Linked DNA regions of Sus scrofa: all the other regions are linked to region 1. A link is a contact called in public Hi-C and promoter capture Hi-C data. All regions are on one chromosome and are shown on one strand. The core of a region is the stretch at or near the end of the contact, and the rest is flanking DNA. Distances in the headings are between cores, read along the strand shown.

Region 1 (3,931 bases), core at 791-3,290:
CACAATAGGAACTCCCAATAAAAATTTTTAATATAAGAAAAAAAAAAAATTCAAGGAGTTCCCATTGTGGCTCAGTGGGTTAAGAACCCAGACCTACCGTCCACGATGATGGGGGTTCAATCCCTGGCCTCATACATGGGTTAAGGATCCAGCATTGCCACAGACTGTGGTGTATGTTGCAGACATGGCTCAGATCCAGTGTATCTGTGGCTGTAATGCAGGTCTGCAGTTTGCAGCTCCGATTCAACCCCTAGCCCAGGAACTTCCATATGCCTCAGGTTCAGCCGTAAAAAGACTCCTACCCCACCAAAAAAAAAAATTCAAGTCATATTTTTTTAGCACCTCAAAGCTAATACCTCCCAAAGCAAATACATCATCTTTATCATCCACACATGCTCTTCTGACTCTAGTTTAGTTACTAATTCCCCATCTTCCAAGCAACATGGACCTGAAAATTTAAATTCATAACTTCAGTATTCCTCTTGACCCTCTCCTCCAACCATATGAAAATCCAGTACATTCTGACAATGGCCATGTTAATTCAGGATCTCCACATCTTCTTACCCACCCTACAACAATGGCTTAACTGTTCTATCCACCCCATTTTTCCCATGAACCATCTTCTAGAAAGATTCATACATTGCTCCTCATAGTCTAACGCACTAAATCAAACTCATCTTAAACATCGTGGCTTTTTATTTAAGGACCAAACCTATCTCTCCTACCTACTTCCCTCTACTCCCCTAATATATCTTTGGTTTCCAGACACCATTGCCTCCAGGCCTTTGCTCATGAGGTCCCTGCAGCTGGAACACAGTTCCTTCCACACTCACAATTTCACTAAACAAAATCCAATCTGCACATGAAAACTCAAATACTACCTCCTTCATCTCTTCTTTCAGTTTCTGTAAACAAAATGATCTAATTTCAGAAGAACTGCATTTGGGTTTTCTTATTTGTTTTTTGTCTTTTTAGGGCCACGCCAGATGCATATGGAGGCTTCCAGGCTAGGAGTGGAATCAGAGCTACAGCTGCTGGCCTACACCACAGCCTCAGCAACAACAGATCTGAGCTGTGTCTGCGACCTACACCACAGCTCACTGGCAACACTGTATCTTTAACCCACTGAGCCAGGCCAGGGATCAAACCTGCGTCTTCATGGATATTAGCCAGATTCATTTCCCCTGAGCCATGAGGGGAACTCCAAGAACTGAATTTGTAATTCTCCAAAAGTTAACACAGTACAGTTCTTTGTGCCTACCACCTCTCCTGTGATGGTGTATGTTCCCTTCACACAGGAACAATCTATCTCTGGAAAGAAAGATGCCCTTGTTCACAGAGAAATTACAGGGTTTTGGCTAACATCTACTCCTCTATCCCTGTGATATCCTTGTTCAAGTATGAATATTCATCTCTTGTCTACTTACAACTAACATCTGTTTAGCATTTGACATTTATTATCCTCTTTACCCCATTACTCTGTGAAGCAATTTTGTTACTCCTCTATTTCATTTTATTATTGTTATCATTATTATTATTTTGGCCGCGCCCCCGGCATGGGAAGTTCCCGGGCCAGAGATCAAACCCGTGCCACAGCAGTGACAACGCTGGATCCTTAACCCGATGAGCCACCAGGGAACTCCACCCCTCAACTTACAAACGGGAGTGAGGCTGGGATCGGCAGAGAGGTGGGGGACCGACATTCCGTACTCTTTTCCCCCAGGCGCTCCGTCTTGATCCCCAGTAGCGCCAAAACCCCACCCCTCCTGCAGATGCTAACTGTTCGCTCCGGCCCGGGCCTCCCGTGAACCCTTTCAAGCTCACACCCCTCTCCTTCGCACTACTCCCGCAGCTACTTCTCCTCACCCGGTTTTCCTCCCAAGTCCCCTTCGCTGATCCCAGAGTCCCGAAACCCGGAACTCTACTCACGCCTCACTGAGCCGCGGACAGCAAAAGCCCAACCGAAAAACTAGTCAAATCCGGAGGCGTCGCGGCGCCACGGAGCGGGCACGGACGCGTCCAATCGGCCGCAGGTTTACATGGCCCTCAGGATTGTACACCAATAGGAAAGCTAGTCCACATAGGCCCGCCCCCTTCCCGCCCTCCCTCGCGCGCCTTGCCCCGCAGAAGTCGCCGGGAAATGTAGTCTTCGACACCCAGCTCCCTCGGTGGAGAAGGTGACCGGGTTGCTACTCATGTAATCCCAGTAGTGGTGGTGTGATGTTCGGCGTCAGACACTCTAGTTCTGGCTCAGTTTAGGCTTACTCACATACTTTGTTTTCATGAAAAGTGATGCAGAAAGTCAGTGCTTAACTACAGGATTATTATGAGTGGCCATGAGCAAGCTTATCTCAAGAAGGTGAAGAGTCTAAGAAGATGGTTTCTCCTTCAATGCCCTGGTGGCTTCTGGATCAGTTTCTACAGAGGATTATGTATATAAATGCTGTTTTTATCAATAGCAGACACTACCTCCTTTTCCTGAGAGATGTGAGAAACTGTCTTTAATCATATTCGTTCAAAGACCAATTGCGGTCTCATCTTTGCAGAAAAGTGATTTGTAGAGGGAGGCGGAAAGGCATTTTAGTCTCAGAGCTGCAGCTACTTCTATGGAAGAGCGTAGACTCTTCGGTGATCTAAGACCTGAGGATGTTCAAAACAAACTTTCCATCTTATAAACCTACTTTTCTCCCCGCTTTGATTTTTCTGTTAGTTACATCACGATTTTCGCAGGTACTTTGACGCTAGTTTTTCTCTTTTGGCCCCTCCATTGATTTAAAACCAAATCATGGTGATCTCATCTTCCTCCTGGTTCTCAAATTTATATCTTCCTATTTATTTCCACTCTGGGTCTCATTACCCCTAACTTGGGCTACTTAAACAGGTTTCTAAATGGCATTTTTGCCTCAAATTTTTTCCTTCTCTTCCATTCTACAAAAGGCGATTTTTGTATGTTTTTTGTTTAAGCACACTCTGGACTGATCATATTGTTACCGACCTGGGTTCTTGGACTTTTTAATCAATAGAAATTGATGGGACCAAATGAAAAATTCAGGCAAGGCTTTATTGGGGCTCGAGCTGCAGCACAAGAAACAAAAACAAGTAAAAGGTTCTCTTTCTAGTTCCCTGAGGGAGGGTGAGCTGATACCTTATGAATCAGGATGGGACTTGGGTCCTGGGACCCAAGACCTTGGCTACAGTGGCTGCAGTGCATGAACCTGGACAAACATCTCTTTGAGGAACAAAATACAAAGAAACTATAAGATACTAAAAATAACTGCCATACATGCAGTTGGGGAAAATTATGGGCAAGAAGATTAAAAAAAAAAAAAACCTAAAATGCAACTGCCACTTCTATTTTTTTTCTTTTTTTGTCTTTTTAGAGCCACACCTGTGGCACATGGAGGTTCCCAAGCTAGGGGTTGAATTGGAGCTACAGCTGCCAGCCTACGCCACTGCGGCCTACACCACAGCTCACAGCAATGCTGGATCCCCAACCCACTGATTGAGGCCAGGGATTGAACCTGCATCCTCATGGATGCTAGTCAGATTCATTAACCACTGAGCCACAGTGGGAACTCCGCGGCTGTCACTTTTCAAGAGCCAAGAGCAAAATCAGGATGCTACGCCTGCTCCTGTGCACGCAGACCGCCAAAGTCACCCTCTGGCCCAACCCCTGCACCTGCTCCTACCTTTGCCCCATATGAGGAAGCAGCTCGCCCCACCTTATGGAGCAAGCAAGGGAAGCTGTTGTTCGTTTTCACTCCCCCCTGCTGTAGCAAGGACCTCAGTAAAACCTTGCCTGAATTTTACCTCTTACCAATTTCTTTTCGTTGTTTTTTTTTTTTTTTTTTTTTTTTTTGCTTTTTAGGACCGCACCTGCAGCATTTGGAGGTTCCCAGGCTATGGGTTGAATCGGAGCTGTAGCTGCTAG
Region 2 (3,931 bases), core at 614-3,113, 440 kb before region 1:
TCGGGAGTTCCTGTTGTGGCTCATTGGGTTAAGAATTCAACTAGTATCATGAGGATTTGGGTTGATCCCTGGCCTTGCTCAGTGGGTTAAGCATCTGGTATTGCTGTGGCTGTGGTACAGGCCTGAGCGGCTACAGCTCCGATTGTATTCCTAGCCTGGGAACCGCCATATACCTCGGGTGTGGCCCTAAAAAGATAGATAAATAAATAAAATGGAAATGGTTGAAATTATATACTTATTTTAATATGTATACTTTTTAGTTTTATTAAAATTAAATCTTTTCATATTGTCTTTCTCCTTTTGTGAACTATATACACACTTGTTAATATTTCTTCAATTGTTAGAACTTTTTATATATTAATTCCATTCGAATACATGTTAGTATTTCCCTATTTTTCTTGTTTATTTTCTACTTCCAGAAACTAAGTAAATTGCATGTAGATAGCTACATTTATTCACCTTTTAAGATTAATTTATCAGCTTCTATAGTTAGAAAGCTTTTCTCCATTCTAAGGTTGGCTATTCATCTGCCTATTCTTTTATATGTACCTGCATACATTTAACATTTCTCACTCGAATTCAATTGTAATTGATTTCACTTCATTATTATTATTGTTTGGCTTTGCCCTCTGCATACAGAAGTTCTCACGCCAGGGCAGGGACACCGGATCCTTAACCCACCAGGGAACTCCAGTTGTAATTATTCTTATGCATATTTTGATAGGGACTCTAACCCAATCACTGTGTCCCAGCACCATCTGAAAGCAGCCATGCCTTTCTTTATCAAATGCACGGGAATCGTGAGCACCCCTCCAGGAAATGCCTGGTTACTGCGCAGAACCGCGGCGAGGGGGTCACCGGAACAACAATTTGAAAACGTCAGTAACTGAGTATGTTCAAGTTTTCCGCACTCAGCTTGGGGTTGTGATGCAACTGTTGTTGTTGTTTTTGCTTTTCAGGGCCACACCCGTGGCATATGGAGGTTCCCAAGCTAGGGATTACAAAGGAGCTGTAGCCACGGGCCTACGTCACAGCCGCAGCAACTCGGGATCTGAGCCGTGTCTGCGACCTACACCACAGCTCAGCGCAACGCCAGATCCTTAACCTACTGAGCGAGGCCAGGGATCGGACCCGCTTCCTCATGGATACTATTCGGATTAGGTTTCACTGAGCCACCATAGGAACTCCCGAGATGCGACTCCTTAGTCTCGCTACGAGCGCTGCTGCGGGATGTCCTGCCCACGGATCGCCGCCTCTAAGCATCTCCGTCTGTGCGGGCATCTGGGGACCTCGGGACCCGGCGATGGGGCGCTGCCCGGGCTGTTGAGCCTGGTCCCGGTACAGCTCTAATCTCCGCCATAGCGGCCTGGGGTACACGGAGCCGAGCTCCGCTCGGGAGGCCGGGCAGGAGCTCGCTGGTGGCCAGCAGAGACCACAGGGGCGCAGGGCGCGCAGGGGCCAAGCGCAGAGAGCCGCTGACACGGAAGTCAGCATCGCGCTGCCAAACAACTTGCTTTACGGCTCTCAACAGATGGCTCTGTTCCTCTACCCCGACCACAACTTGCGGCTCCTCCGCCCGTTCACAGCCGTGGTGCGGCACGCTCTCTTTGGACCGTCTTCCCAGGGTCTTCTGCGCGGCCGCGCCGCGTACCCTTCCGCGAGTACAGGTCTTCTCAGTTCATTCGCGTTAGACCTTCTTCCCACACCCCGGTCTGGTTTACCCTCGTTCTGACCTTCCTCCCAGGACTCTTTGCGCGGGAACCCAAAGTGTTCTTCCGCGCCACACGCCATTCTGGTTTTGGGTACTCCCGTTGGACCTTCCTCCCAGGGTCCTCTGCGCGGCCTGCTTTATCGCCCTTCTGCGAGTACGTCTCTCGCTCTCTCTCTCTCGCTCGCTCTCTCTCTCTCTCTCTCTCTCGCACTTTTTCCAGTTTCTCTGACGCCGTCATCACGCGTGTCCTTCCGCGCGTTCAAGTCGGCTCTCGCTCGGACCTTCTTCCCAGGGTCCTCTGCGCGGCCGTCCCGAGACCCCTTCTGCGCGTTCAGGGGGAACGGTGCGTGAGTGGGATCTCCGCCGGGTGGGAAGCTCGTCTCCCGGTCCCGGCTTAGTGGTACCGACCCGGGGCATGTGCTGAGGGGAGGGTGCCGTGGCCGTGGGCGGGGCGGGGCGGGGCGGGGCGGGGCGGGGTTGGGGCTGCGGTTACTTGCTGCCGGTTGACCGGGGCCGAGGGCGCGTAGACAGTTGTACTCCGGTGTGTAGAATTACCCACTTAGGGATTTGACAGTTCAGCGCGTATTCAGCGTTTCTAGACTTTTTTTTTTTTTAAATTGAGATAGAATTTATATATGATTAAAGTTGTTCATCCAAAGTGAACATTGAGTGGTCTTTATTGTATTCACAGAGTTGGGCGGCCGTTACCGTTATCTAACGCAGAACATTTTCATCACCTGGGAAAGAAGCCCGAGCTCATTAGCGGGCTCCTCATCCCCCTCCCCCAGCCCCACCAGTCTTCTTTCTGCCTCTGAATTTGCCAGATCTGGATGTTTTGCATAAGTGGGATCATGCAGTATGTGGCTTTTTGTGTCTGGCTCCTTCACTTGGCACTGTGTCCCCAAGGTTCATCCGAGCTGTGGCGCGTGTCCCGTACTCTCGTGGCCCAATAATAATCTTTCGTTGTCGGGATATACCATGTTTTGCTTCTTCATTAATTGATGGGCATTTGCGTTTTTGCACTTTTCGGCTTAATTTAAGGGCTCTTTCATCATAGAATTCAGCCCTAGGCACAAACAATGTAAAACTAAGTTCTTATCACATTTAACTCGGGTTGGATCAGGTATTTCATTGGCCCCAGGTCTGGTATCTTTCAGAAAAGGCTGGCTTTGTGAAGTCCTCTGTTCTCAGTGCATCGCTTACTAGACCATTGACTGTGGTGGTAACAAGCAGAGAAGCGTTTGTGTGCAGGTCCCATCGGAGATGCAGTCAGACCTGTCATCTAGTGATGGGAACTGAGTGGACTTGGAGACGAGTTTATGAAAAACGTAACAGCTGTGGGAGAGGTTTGATCTCATAAAACACCTAGCCTATTTTCATCATCTGTGAATTCTGTATTTGTGAATTGACTGGCTAAAACTTCTTTGTAGCCCCAAGCAGATGCTCCAATGCTCTGGCAGTGTGTGGAGTGTCCAGCAAGGCGTCCTCTGCCTTCTTGCTCATACTGTAAACCAGTGTCTTTGTTGTGGTATATTTGTTGCTGCATTTTGCACAGTTTTATGCTTTTTATTAGTGATTCCACTGGTGTTTTTTAAAAACGCTTTTTAAAAAGCTGAAAGAATGATTCTTTAAATTCTGTGGCGCTTTGCAATATTCAGAAGTTTCACACACGATTTCATGTAATTGGTTAACAATCCTCTTTGTCTCCCTACCCCTGTCTTCCCCTCCTTCCTTCCCTGTCCCCACAGATATAGTTTTTTTGTCTATATCTGTGAGTCTGCTTCTTTTTAAAAAATGTCTGTATATGTGTATCTTTTATGAAGTCACTGCTCAAATCTTTTGCCTATTTTAAATTAGGTTAATTGCCTTTTTATTTTTGTTGAGTTGTAGACTTTCTTTATATATCCTTTTTATATCCTGGATATCAGTCCTTTGTGGTTGCCTATTCATTTTTTTTTTTTTTCCCTTTTACGGCCGCACCTTCAGCGTGTGGAAGTTCCTGGGCTAGGGGTCCAATTGGAGCTACAGCTGATGGCCTTCACCACAGCCACAGCAACACCGTATCTGAGCTACATCTGCAACCTACACCCTAGCTTGTAGCAATGTTGGATTCTTAACCCAGTGAGTGAGGCCATGGATTGAACCCACATCCTCACAGAGACAATGTTAGTCCTTAACCTACTGAGCCACAACAGGAACTCATATTCATTTTCTTAGAGT
Region 3 (3,931 bases), core at 870-3,369, 280 kb before region 1:
TCTTGGCAAGAAGATTATGGGTAATGGCATTTTTCATGTTTAATGCAGGCATTTTCATTCTGTGCAGCTCTGCTTCTTCCATAACCTATACATGTTCACTTCCTGATGAGGACACCATTCAATCAAGCTGCTACAGGTCAAGCAACAAGTAGCCCAAACCCAGCTATTTAAACCTAGAATATACCTGTCAACCAGGATGACACACCACTATTTACACCATGAAAACCTCCTAGAGATTAAAAAAGGAAGCCTTGTGACTCCTTGGGATTCTTGGGAAAGTTTGGCTTAAAAACCTTTCACAAGATTAAAACAATGATAATAACATTACTACTGTCAAAACACATTATACAATTTACACAGGCTCCTGTACTGTTCACAGTATAGGGAATAGGCTGCAGGCATACTTTAGATTTAATTACCAATGTCAGGTCACTGCTAGCTTCTACAAGGTTTAAGCATCATTAGGTAGAACAATATCAAACACTTATTGTACATTTCTAGTCACAAATTATTTACCCAAAGAAGAAATACCTTTTAATAGTTTATTAGATTCCTGTGTGACCACGAACTAAGATACATCCAAAGGAAGGTCATTCGTGAACAAGGTCTTTCTTAAAAACACAGCCTGATCTCACAGATGGAAACACGCGCCTAACACATCAGCAGCTCATCATTGCAGACCTCCTGATGAGTAGAAGGCAAGAAGGCTGTGCTTAATCTAACTCAAAAACTTCCCCACTAACTTCAAGTTTCCTGCCAGACACTAAAACAATAACGAGTAAGCAAGACATTTGTACCAGGATGCCTTTCACCACTCCTTCCCTAGAAGCAAATCGCACTAGCTACAGCCACTAACTCCTATTCTATCCAAACACCTAGGTGCAAGCCCCAAATTCTGGTTTCTACCTCTTTTCAAAAGTTGGCCTCCCACCACACTCGACTTGGAGCGAACAGTTAGAGAAAGACATGCCAAGGGTGAACTCTAGAAACTGGTCGAACTGAGCCAAATCTGGGATCCAAACCACCGTAAAATAAAGAAGTAGCTCGTGTATACCTGCAGTTCACACCAAGCGACCTCCACCGTAGTTTCGGTGTCCAGACCTTTATAGACCGTCTTAAAGGAGCCCCTGCCAATTTCGATGTCAAACTTGAGAAAGCGGCCATCATTGGACATGCCCACTGCCTTGGTCTCCAGCTCTTCGATGTCATCCTGCTGCTGGCTCCGCTCCTCTTGCGGCTCCTTGGCGCTGCCGCCGCCGCTGCCGCTTCTCGCCGACGGGGGCTCCTCTTTGCTCCCCGCTTGGCTGGGCTGGGCAACCTGACGGTCTCGGCTGGCGCTGCCCGGGGCCGAGGCGGCGGCCGGGACTGCGGCGGCCGGCTCCCCTGGGGTGGCGGCGGCTGGCGGCTGCTGGGCCACATGGGCGACAGCGGGGGTCAGAGTCTCCTCGCGGTGGGGCTCCGGGGGGCTCCTCTGCTGGGCCACCGCGGCGGCGCCGGGCTGGGGCAGTGGGAGGGGGAGGCCGGGCAGCTCCAACGCCGTGGCGTTAGAGTCGCAGATGACGCTACGGCGGAAGAAGCGGTGCTCGGTGGTGGTGGTCGCGGCCGCCCCCCGGCTGTCCTTGTCCATGGTGTGGCGGCGACGCCGGTACTCCTCCGTCCTGCCGGCTCCGGCGTCCGCTGCCGCGGCGCCCAGCTTCTCCCCCACCGAGGAGTCCGAGCTAGAGCCATTCTTGGGGGCAGGCGCTGGCGGCGAAAGGAACAGGGAGCCCGGCGGGCTGCTCTGCTGATCGGCCCCGCCGCCAGACATGGTAGGAGTGGGAGCGAGGCAGGCGGCTCTAATTTGGATAGAAGCGGGCCGCTGTGGGCCGACGGCCCCTCACTCGGCACTGACTCGGCGGTCCGAGCGGGAGGCGGGGCAGCGGGCCGGGCTGCGGAGGCCGCTGCGGCTGTCGAAACGGGCTGCTCGGGGGCGGTGGCGGGGCGGAGGCACGGGGGCTGGCGCCTCACCGCCCGCACCCATCGTGCGGCAAGCGGCGGCCGAGCGGACGGGAGCGGCAGCTGCGCGCAGTCATGGGTGCAGCGCGGGAGCCCGCACCGAGTCCAGGCGGGGGCGGCACTGGCTCCCCGCCGCCGTGGCCCGGCCGGGCGGGTTGGGCCCTGAGGCCGGCAGCTGCGCGCGGACCCCCGAACGGCGGCCGCTCAGGCGCGGAGGCGGGGGAGGCCGCGCCGGGGCTCGCGGCCAGGCGGGCGGCCGCTCCTCCTCCCCGCCAAACTCCTGGACGGCCTCACAGGCCACCCATCGCCCGACGCGAGGGGCAGACGCGCGACGCGGAGGAGCAGAGGAGCTGCCCCCGGCCCCGGGCCTCGCCGCCCGCCGCGGGCCCGGCGGACCCCGTCCCCTCCGGGCCGGGGCCGGGGGCTAATAGAGGGAGGGCCGGTGGGGAAGGGCCCGAACCGCTGCTCCTCCGGGCCGAGGAGGGCAGGGAGGAGGAAGGGCAGTCACCCCGTCAGGAGCTTCTGTCACGGAGACGGTGCAGAGAGGCCGAAGGAGAAGAGCCGCGTCCGCCAGGGAAACTCCGCGCTAAATGGCGCCGGGAGTCTAAAACCTCCACACAGCCCGCTCCGGCCCCGCCCCCCAGCGCCCGGAGCGCCCCACCCCCACCCGCTGGCGGGGCTCTCGCGCAGGCGTGCTGTCCCGAGGCCCCTTGGGACTTGTAGTTGACGCGTTGAGGAATGAAAGGGACGGAGGAGGAAGGCGCCTACGACTCCCGTGTCGCCCTGCGGTTACTTAGCCTGATGCCCGACGGGAACTGTAGTTCCTTTTGAAACCGCCCCTTCTGGAAGGTGGGTGGGAGCGTCACCGTGGGTCGCTAAGCCCCATCCCTCAGTCGGCACCAGCTAGGGAAATCATGACTTAGGCATTAATTGTGGAATGAGAGAAGGGAGAAGAAAAGGAAAGGGAGGCAGGACGAGGGGAGAGGCTCCCATCATGCTCTGCTGAGGCGAGAGCGAGCTCTTGGTGTTGCCGTGGCTGGAATATGGGCTGCTTCTGTGTAATGAGGAGCCGCGGCGGTGCTGAGACCCGGGTGTGGTGGAGAGCAGGGGGAGCCGGACCCCCTCCCTGGGCCACAAACTTTGTGCATCACACTGATTGGGTGCGTGGCAAGGAAGGAGACAGGGAGAATGATTGTGCGCCTACCTCCCATAGCACTTAAGGCCGCATCCTCGGCTCCAGCCCAGGACACACACTCTGGCTCTCAGTGTTGGGCTGCCCCAGTGTAGTCAAACGTCAAAGCGAACTCTGCCAGAAAAAAAAAGACTGTACGTGGAAAGGGGGGAAGGTGAGGTGGTAATGGACTCAAAAGACAAGGTCTGCGGATCTTTGCGTCTTTTACCACAAGCTTGAAAGAGCTGAATTGACTTGGACGAAACTTAAATGTCCAACTGTCTTTTGCTTGGTGCTTAATAAACCAGCATCCCTCTTTACTCTAAAGGTGCATGAATGTACACATGTAATCTATATCACGGCTTTGGATGTGGAGGAAATCTGCAGACTTGCGGCTTTCTCGAAAGCAATCCTTGGACTCGCCGGACCCCTTACTCCTCTCAGTTATTCAAGATGGTGCAGGTGATGAGCACCAGGGGGCACCCGACGGAGAAGGAAGCCAGACGCGAGGCCAGACGGCGGTTGAAAGTCTAAGCTCAACGGTAGGAGCTGGAAGCACTTAAACGTGTGCAACCGCACAAAACGTGCGCGCGCTTCGAATCCGACTCTGGCTCAGGCTCAGGCTCCGGCTCCTGCCCCCGCGCCCGCTGGGGACTCGCTCCGGCCGGGGAAGCGGCGGTTGGAAGCAGCGCGACCGAAGGTTTGTTAGCGCTAGTTTCCTAGGAAATGCCCAGACCTACTGGAAGAGCTCCACTTCGAGAAGTT

Evidence for each region. Promoter capture Hi-C pulls out the DNA fragments that hold promoters and counts their contacts. Hi-C and Micro-C count contacts between places; a contact is called where the count stands out from the background.
Region 2: a contact with region 1 is called in a Hi-C map of liver, with 4 times the contacts expected there. The contact joins the promoter of RAD52 here to the promoter of CCDC77 in region 1. A contact is called at or near these places in 1 of 5 promoter capture datasets (liver), 3 of 47 Hi-C or Micro-C datasets (liver and retroperitoneal adipose tissue) and 2 of 2 datasets of contacts at active chromatin or transcription factors (alveolar macrophages and skeletal muscle).
Region 3: a promoter capture Hi-C map of liver shows a contact between it and region 1, with 3 times the contacts expected there. The contact joins the promoter of WNK1 here to the promoter of CCDC77 in region 1. A contact is called at or near these places in 1 of 5 promoter capture datasets (liver), 1 of 47 Hi-C or Micro-C datasets (heart right ventricle) and 1 of 2 datasets of contacts at active chromatin or transcription factors (skeletal muscle).

What each region holds. Positions count from the first base shown.
Region 1 is chr5:67,723,866-67,727,796 of Sscrofa11.1, reverse strand. It overlaps CCDC77 (coiled-coil domain-containing protein 77), which reads right to left and starts at 2,040. Exons shown (of 12, transcript XM_021092489.1): 1 at 1,930-2,040.
Region 2 is chr5:68,165,580-68,169,510 of Sscrofa11.1, reverse strand. RAD52 (RAD52 homolog, DNA repair protein) reads left to right here and starts at 1,863. Exons shown (of 13, transcript NM_001123182.1): 1 at 1,863-2,054.
Region 3 is chr5:67,998,980-68,002,910 of Sscrofa11.1, reverse strand. It overlaps WNK1 (serine/threonine-protein kinase WNK1), which reads right to left and starts at 2,119. Exons shown (of 29, transcript XM_013997884.2): 1 at 1,055-2,119. The coding sequence starts at 1,807.